Linked DNA regions of Ovis aries: region 2 is linked to region 1. Evidence: chromatin contacts called from public Hi-C data. All regions are on one chromosome and are shown on one strand. The core of a region is the stretch at or near the end of the contact, and the rest is flanking DNA. Distances in the headings are between cores, read along the strand shown. Region 1 overlaps ABR (ABR activator of RhoGEF and GTPase). Region 2 overlaps ABR (ABR activator of RhoGEF and GTPase).

Region 1 (3,747 bases), core at 510-3,009:
CAGTCTGCATCCCCAGGAGGACAGCTCCTCAGGTGATTGTCTTTGACCCTCTCCCTGGATGTGAACCCAGTTCTCCGTGGGTCCCCAGCTCTGGCTGTCCTTGGGCCTTCCCACCCCGACTCTAGTCCTAGCAGAGGTGGCTCAGCGCCACCCCCCTCCCCGCCCCCCGGCGTGCCTGGGAAGCAGAGGCCCCTCTGGAGGGTATCACGGTGGATGCCCGGGTTCCACAGGTACCATCCACCCAACCTGAACCTCTTGATTTATCTTCTTGGGAGACCCTTTGTCTTGCCCTGTAAACCTCTTCACTATGTGTTTTTCTGAGCACTTACCTTTTTTTTTTTTTTTTTTGGCTGCACCTTGCAGCTTACAGGATCTCAGTTCCCTGACCAGGTTTTGAACCCAAGCCATGGCAGTGAAAGCCCAGAGTCCTAACCACTAAACCACCAGGGCACACCTTTTATAAACTCTTGTTCTGGGTGCTATGGGATAAACAGGAATTGCCCCTCACCGCACCCCCCTTCACACACACACATGCACACACATGCACACAGTCCCTCAATTTCAAGGCTTGAGAGATGTATTAATACAGCATCTCAAGGAAGAAGCCATGTGGCCTCAGGTGGGGGAATCAAGGAAGGCAGCATGGAGGAGGCAGCTGGTCAGGAAGGACATTCTAGATAAAGGGGGCTGTTTAAGTTCTGGAATGTGGGAAGACCTCTGGAGGTGTGAGAAGAGGGGAATGGTCTGGTGGGGCCAGAGCACTGGGTTCACTGGACGAGGTGGGAGGTGAGGCTGGGATTGGGCTAGGGCTCCCCTTTCCTGCACTCTTCACACCTCAGCACCCCTGCCAAAGGAGAGGAGAATTAGCTATTGCCTGCCAAAGACTCGACACATGCCAGACACTGCCTCTCGTGTACAAGTCCTCCCAGCAGACCTAGCTTATGTGCTATGCAATATGCAAGTCACTCAATCGTGTCCGATGCTGTGCGACCCCGTGGGCTGTAGCCCACCAGGCTCCTCTGTCCATGGGATTGTCCAGGCGGGAATACTGGAGTGGGTTGCCATGCCCTCCTCCAGGGGACCTTCCTGACCCAGGGATCGAACCTGCATCTCTTATGTCTCCTGCATTGGCAGGCGGGCTCTTTGCCACTAGTGCCACCTGGGAAACCCTCAGCAAACCTAGAGTTGGTATTAGAATTATCCCCATTTTACAGATGAGGAAACCGAGGCCTAGAGAGTTTGAATGACTTGCCCATGGTCACACAGCTGGTAAGAGGCAGAACAAGGATTCCAGTCTAAAATCCAGGAGAGTTTTTTAATTTTGTTTTTATTTTACTGTGTAAACAGTGTCATGTACTGGCTTATATCCAACATTTGCTTCATGTGATTGAACTCTATCTGATGTTTGTAGTGACTTCTGCTATAGCAGAAAAAGGGAAGTCAGAGGGAGGAGGCTGATTATCAAGAAGATGATGAACCTGATTGTATCTGTGGTGGATGCTGACCCTGTGTCTACCCGTGGCACTGGTCCCCCAGGGTCAGTTCTCATTGGCCCAGGGTCTGATGAGCTCTGGAAAACATAGGGGTGGGGCTTGAGTTCCTGCCAAGGAAGTAGGAGGGGCCAGGGATAAGCAGAGAAGAGGGAGAGGGGGATCCAAGCCAGGATCAGGCCTGGAGGCGAGACTGCGCCTGGCCCTTTCAGGGGACAGCAAACAGCAGAGGTGGTTGTTATCAACAGTGTGATCAGTTGAGTCATCAGCAAGGGCCCCACTGTCCTTGTTTGGGCTGACTTGGTGGCTTCCTGCTGGACACAGAGTGAGCAATGTGTTAGAAAGAGTAATCTGATGTCAGCGGGAGGGACACATTGAAACGCTGTCCGGTCACTCCCGGTCAGATTTTTCCATGCCTGCCCTTAGCAATGCTGTCAAGGCCATGCCTAACCTGACCACTTGACTGCTGCCCACCTCTGCAACCTCATCACCAGCCCTCCAGCTAGAACGTGAGCTCCATGACAAAGCCATGGAGCTTTGTCAGTTTTGTACTGAAATGTTTGCTCATTGCAAACTCTAGTACCTAGAACTGTGCCTGGCACGTCAGAGATGCCCAGTAAGTACTGGTTGAATGAATGAAGACTGGCCACCCAGACTGAACTCATTTCATTGAGCCTCATGCTGTCCTGTCTGTCCGCGAGTCACCGCTGGCATGGCTAGTCCCTGTTCATTTTCAGGTAGGAGTTTTGTTTTTGTTTTAATCTTTTGGCTGTGCCTTGTGGCATGCTGGATCTTAGTTCCCCAGCCGGGGATCCTATCGCCCCTGCTGCAGTCGAAGTGTGGAGTCCTAACCACTGAACCACCAGGGCAGTCCCAGGTAGGAGTTTTAAGGCCACCTTCTCTGGAGAGCTTCCTGCGACTCCCCTTTGCCGCATCAGATGTGCGTGTCTTGTGCCCCCAGAGCTCAGTCTACTTTCCCAATTGTAGCACTTAACACACTTCTTTTTTTAACTTCTTTATTTTTTGATGATATCACTGAAAATTCTAATTTTACAGAAGTGTATAATATGGAAAGTGAAAGTCTCCTTAAGTCCCCTTTTACAGAGAGAATATCTGTTAAGAGATGGTTGTGTATTTTTCCAAGTAAGATATTATATACATAAAATACGTTTTTATAGGAGCCTGGTGGGCTTCTGTCTATAGGGTTGCACAGAGTCGGACACGACTGAACGACTTCCCTTTCACTTTTCACTTTCATGCATTGGAGCAGGAAATGGCAACCCACTCCAGTGTTCTTGGCTGGAGAATCCCAGGGACAGGGGAGCCTGGTGGGCTTCTGTCTATGGGGTTGCACAGAGTCGGATACGACTGACACAACTTAGTAGTATAAATACATTATATAATATGTATGTATTTACTTATACATTATATAATTATATATAATACATTATGCATTATACATATATAAACACATTCTATGTATATGTGTATATGTATATATCGTTGTTGTTTAGTCGCTAAGTCGTGTCCAACTCTGCGACCCCATGGACTGTAGTCCGCCAGGCTCCTCTGTCCCTGGGATTTTCCAGGCAAGAATACTGGAGTAGGTTGCCATTTCTCTAATATGTGTATATGTGTGTGTGCATATATATATATATATATTTTAAAGTGGGATCATGCTATTGATACTTTATGCAATTTGCTCTGGTTATTTTACTTAATAAGTCTTGGACATCTTGCATGTCAGTAATTAAAGACTACCTCGTTCTCCTTCACAACTGTATGTAGTGTTTCTTTTAGCGGATGTACCATAATTCACTTGGCCAGTCCCCTTCAAATGGACATTTGGACTGTTTCCAGTCTTTCACTGGTTTAACCATCATTGAAGTGAATATCTTTGTGCAGAGATCTTTGAGCCCTTGTAGAAATGTTTTTTGCAGAAAAATCCCTTAAAGTGGAGGTGCTGAGTCAGGGGGTGTGAACATTTTAAATCACAATAGATATTTCCGAGTTATTCTTTCTGAAAGGGTTGTACCTCACCCCAATAGTTCTGAGATTGTACCCTTCCCCTGGCCCTGCCTTGGCGAGCGGTGGCCAGTCTGTCCCTGAGACAGGCAGCTCCACGGAGGTAAACAAATCTTCCTGCTGGTGGCTACGTTCTGAGTGCTAGCGCCTGGCAGGCACTGTGGGCAATGAACAGATACTTGTTGATGGAGGGGGTAAGGGAATGAGGGGATGGAGAAGAGTGTGAGAGAAG
Region 2 (3,747 bases), core at 615-3,114, 48 kb after region 1:
ATGGGGCCAGTGGTAGTGGGGGCTTTATTGCTGAAAGGTGTCTGCTGCTTTTAAGCAGGGTGTCTCGGTGGTACCCAGAATTTAATTTATGGAGTTGACTGAGTGATAGCCTAGAGATGTTGATGCCACTGGAAGATTTTTATTCCTTAGATTTGTTTTATTACTTAGAGTTCCAGGAGTAGGTGGCATGCCACACCATGCAGGGCTATGTGGGAAAGCATGGGGTTTGGTCAAAAGACAGAAGGAGGGACTTCCCTGGCGGTCCAGTGGTTAAAACTCCGTGCTTCCAGTGCAGGGGTACAGGTTCCATCCCTGGTCTGGGGACTAAGATCCCACATGCCATGCTGCGTGGGGAAAAAAAAAAAAGGGCAGAAGGAGCATGGCACATGCATGGCCCAGAGCCTAGATTGTGTTTTCCACAAGAAACAGCCTAGGACTGGCAAATCTGAATAAGTCAGCAGGCTCTGGGCTAGAGTGGTGGTGTCTAGTTGCCCTGGGTTACTTAGGGCAGAAGAAATCCTGGCTTGTGTTAAAGGAAAGGGTAAGGGTCTGTGGACTCCAGACTGACTGGTTTGCACATGAAAGATGCACTCGCAGGGAAGTCATTTACTGGCCTAGGAATTAGCGTGTCCTGCGAGGAGCATTTTTTCTGTGGCTGACTGGCCTTCCCAAGACATCAAATTGTCATAAAATATATTAAAAAAAAAAAAGACTATACAGAGGAATGCTGTATGTAGAACTACAGGGTGACAAGTGGAGTCCGAGTGCAAGGAGAACCGCCTGTGCCCTCTGTCCCCTGCAGAAAGCCAACAAAGGACAGAGCCGGGCCATCGAACGCCTGAAGAAGAAGATGTTTGAGAATGAGTTCTTACTGCTGCTCAATTCCCCCACAATCCCGTTTCGGATCCACAATCGGAATGGAAAGGTCAGGAAGGACGGGGCTAGGACAGACAGCCCCCTTCCTCCAGGGCTGCCCACTCGCTATGGCTCCTGGCCCTGAACCAGACCTGTGGAAATCAGGGTTTCAGGTGCCCCCCAACCCCCATTCCCAACAAGGCTGCATGGCTCCTGCCCTGGACTGCCTCTCCCCACGCATGGAGAGCCAGTGCCCTCTGCTGGCCATCACTGGCACTGCCACTCCCATCACCAGGCTTCCTAGGGGGAAGGCCTTCCTCCCACCTGCCGCCTTCTCCAAGCGTAAGGGTGCCTGGGTACAAAGGAGCTTTATTGGGGGCCCCAGAATCCAAAAATGTCCTAGGCCTGACTGTGATCATTCCAGTGAATTCTCATCTCCTCTCTTCAGAGCTACCTGTTCCTACTGTCCTCAGACTATGAGAGGTCAGAGTGGAGAGAAGCAATCCAGAAGCTACAGAAGAAAGGTAACACCCCACCTCTGCTCTACACTGCCCTGCTGGTGTCCATGGCAAGAGAGGGCCTTCTGCATTTCCAAGCACTTCGATGTCCACTGGCTCCTCTTTAGCCCTCCTAGTTACTCTGGAAAATGCCAGGGCAGGTGGTTCTTAACGGATGTTACTGATCAATTGAGACCCAAAGAATTTAGGTGATTTGCTTAAGAATGTATAGTGAATTGTCAGCAGGACTGGACCCAGAGCCCAAAGTCTTTCTGTCATGTACATAATTCATGAACCTCTCCAATTAGACCCTGTGCTTCTTACCCCTCTGGCAGCACCCCTGACTCTCCCAAGCTGAGTGTCTACTCCCTCTTCCAATGACCAACTCTGCCCTTAGAGCTAATCTTTTTTTCCTGCAGTAGCCCTCAAAGAAGAGCAGTGGGTCCTAGTGGACCTGTGACGACATTCCGCTCTCTCTTGGCTCCTCCTACAGATCTTCAGGCCTTTGTCCTGAGCTCGGTGGAACTCCAGGTGCTCACAGGATCCTGTTTCAAACTTAGGACTGTACACAACATTCCTGTCACCAGCAATAAAGACGGTAAGATCTGGAATCCGAGGTTGCTCAATCAGCGGGTCCAAGCCCCCGGGGTATTGCCAGGGCCTTCTACAAACACCTAGCCAGTCACTTGGCTACCAGTAGCTGACCTCTGCTCCGCTGGGCTGGGAAGACTCAGTTGCCAGATACACAGGGAGTTTGAACAGATGTTTTTCTCTGCTGAGTCCCTGGATGGCGCCCAACTCCTCCCTGGCGACCTCTGGCTGAAGAGAAGAATCTGGTGTCCTGGTGCACTGGGACTGTGATGTTAATATGTTCTTGGAAGCAGAAGGCTTAAGCCTGGGGCAGGGTGGTGGTGGAGCGCAAGGTTAGGTGGGTTAGAGTAGTGTGTGAGAAATAAGGCTGGACCCACTCTTTGGCACAGAGTGACTTATCTTGGTTAATTTCCACTTTGGAAGGCAAGACTGAGGAGGGCAGCAGTGGGATAGGCAGGATTCATAAGAGGAGGGAAAGTGCCCCCAGGGATCGGGACTTAGTCCTAGCCCAGGAGGAAGGTGTGGACTGGCCGCCGAGGCAGAGTGGGGGGAGTGCGTCAGCTCGCGCTCCGGGGAGTAATGGACTGTGGACGCTTCTTCCTCTGGCCACCAGGTGGTGCTGTCGGATAAAGGCGCAGACTTGCTCCCATCCTTTGTGTAACCAACCAGCCAGGGGTGAGGCCGGGGAGGAAGCAGGCCTCTCATCACCCTCTTCCCTGGGGGGCTTTTCTCTCTTGCAGACGACGAGTCTCCAGGGCTCTATGGCTTCCTCCATGTCATCGTCCATTCTGCCAAGGGGTTTAAGCAGTCAGCCAGTAAGTACCCATGACCGCCTGCCCCAGGAAGAAGCTTCGTTGTTCTTCCTTTCACAGAAAGTCCCTGTGGACCCACTGCGTGGGGCCTCCCACCTGCTCTGCCTTGGTCTGCCCAGGCTGGGGCCCTGCCAGCTGCTTTGAGGTGCGGGGCATTCCCCCAAAGGCCAAGAGCTAGCTCCTCTTGGCAGGGATTCATCCCTGCTCTCTGTCTTCAAAGTCTGCTCTGCCCTAAGCCCTTCTCTCCCCAGGTATTAGAAATATGGGGCTCCAATCTCACATCTGCAGATCATAAGCTGTGTGACCTTGGGCAAATCTCTTAACCTCTCTGAGCCTTCTCTTTTTTCTAGAAAAAAGGCAATCGTGCTTGTTAATACTTACCCAAGAGTCGGCTTAAACATGACATTTATGTGTAGGGCCAGCGCCCTGCTACCACACATTCTTTTTCCTTCTTTATCACCATCTGCTGTGTCCGTACAGTTCTTAGTATTTTACAAGATACAGTTACATTTTTATCTAACTTTTCTCCCTGTAGGAATTTGTGAGTTAGATGGCTAATAGTTTCTTCCCATTTGCCAGATGAGAAAACTGAGTCACAGAGAAATAAAAGGACTTAATATTATATAGGATCAGAAACCTGACTCCTCTCACTCCCTTCTCTTCCCCTCTGCCTCTCTTCCTGCAGCGCACCACGCAGAGGGTATGCCATTGACTTGCAAACGGTCATTCAATTAACATTCTCTGTGACACCTGGATTCCCGCAGCCCCTCTGCCTGCCTTCTCTGTGTTCCCATCACCCTGGGGCAGCACCTGTCATACTTTTTTTTGCCACTTAAAATGTGCTTCATGCACTGTGAGTTCTGAGAGGACAGGAGCCACGTCTCCTTCATCGCTGAGTGAACAGGAGCTCAAAATGCTGAACGAAGTAGTTTATTTCCAGACACCTATTGTGCTGCCGGGTCCCTTACTAGGTGCTAGAGAAAATGCAGATG

Evidence for each region. Hi-C and Micro-C count contacts between places; a contact is called where the count stands out from the background.
Region 2: a Hi-C map of liver shows a contact between it and region 1, with 2.2 times the contacts expected there. The contact joins two enhancer-like sites. A contact is called at or near these places in 8 of 16 Hi-C or Micro-C datasets (blood, hypothalamus, liver and 4 more).

What each region holds. Positions count from the first base shown.
Region 1 is chr11:21,697,467-21,701,213 of ARS-UI_Ramb_v3.0, forward strand. All of the region lies in intron 2 of ABR (ABR activator of RhoGEF and GTPase), which reads left to right. Among named protein-coding and RNA genes, the nearest start is that of ABR, 97 kb to the left of the region's middle. Within about 2 kb of position 1,760, at least 6 of the 54 cell types and tissues checked have an H3K27ac peak or open chromatin away from gene starts, as enhancers often do. A contact at or near this core is called in liver, where this site is marked.
Region 2 is chr11:21,745,462-21,749,208 of ARS-UI_Ramb_v3.0, forward strand. ABR (ABR activator of RhoGEF and GTPase) reads left to right here. Exons shown (of 22, transcript XM_042255476.2): 11 at 1,304-1,379; 12 at 1,846-1,950; 13 at 2,684-2,758. Among named protein-coding and RNA genes, the nearest start is that of TIMM22, 51 kb to the right of the region's middle. Within about 2 kb of position 1,865, at least 8 of the 54 cell types and tissues checked have an H3K27ac peak or open chromatin away from gene starts, as enhancers often do. A contact at or near this core is called in liver, where this site is marked.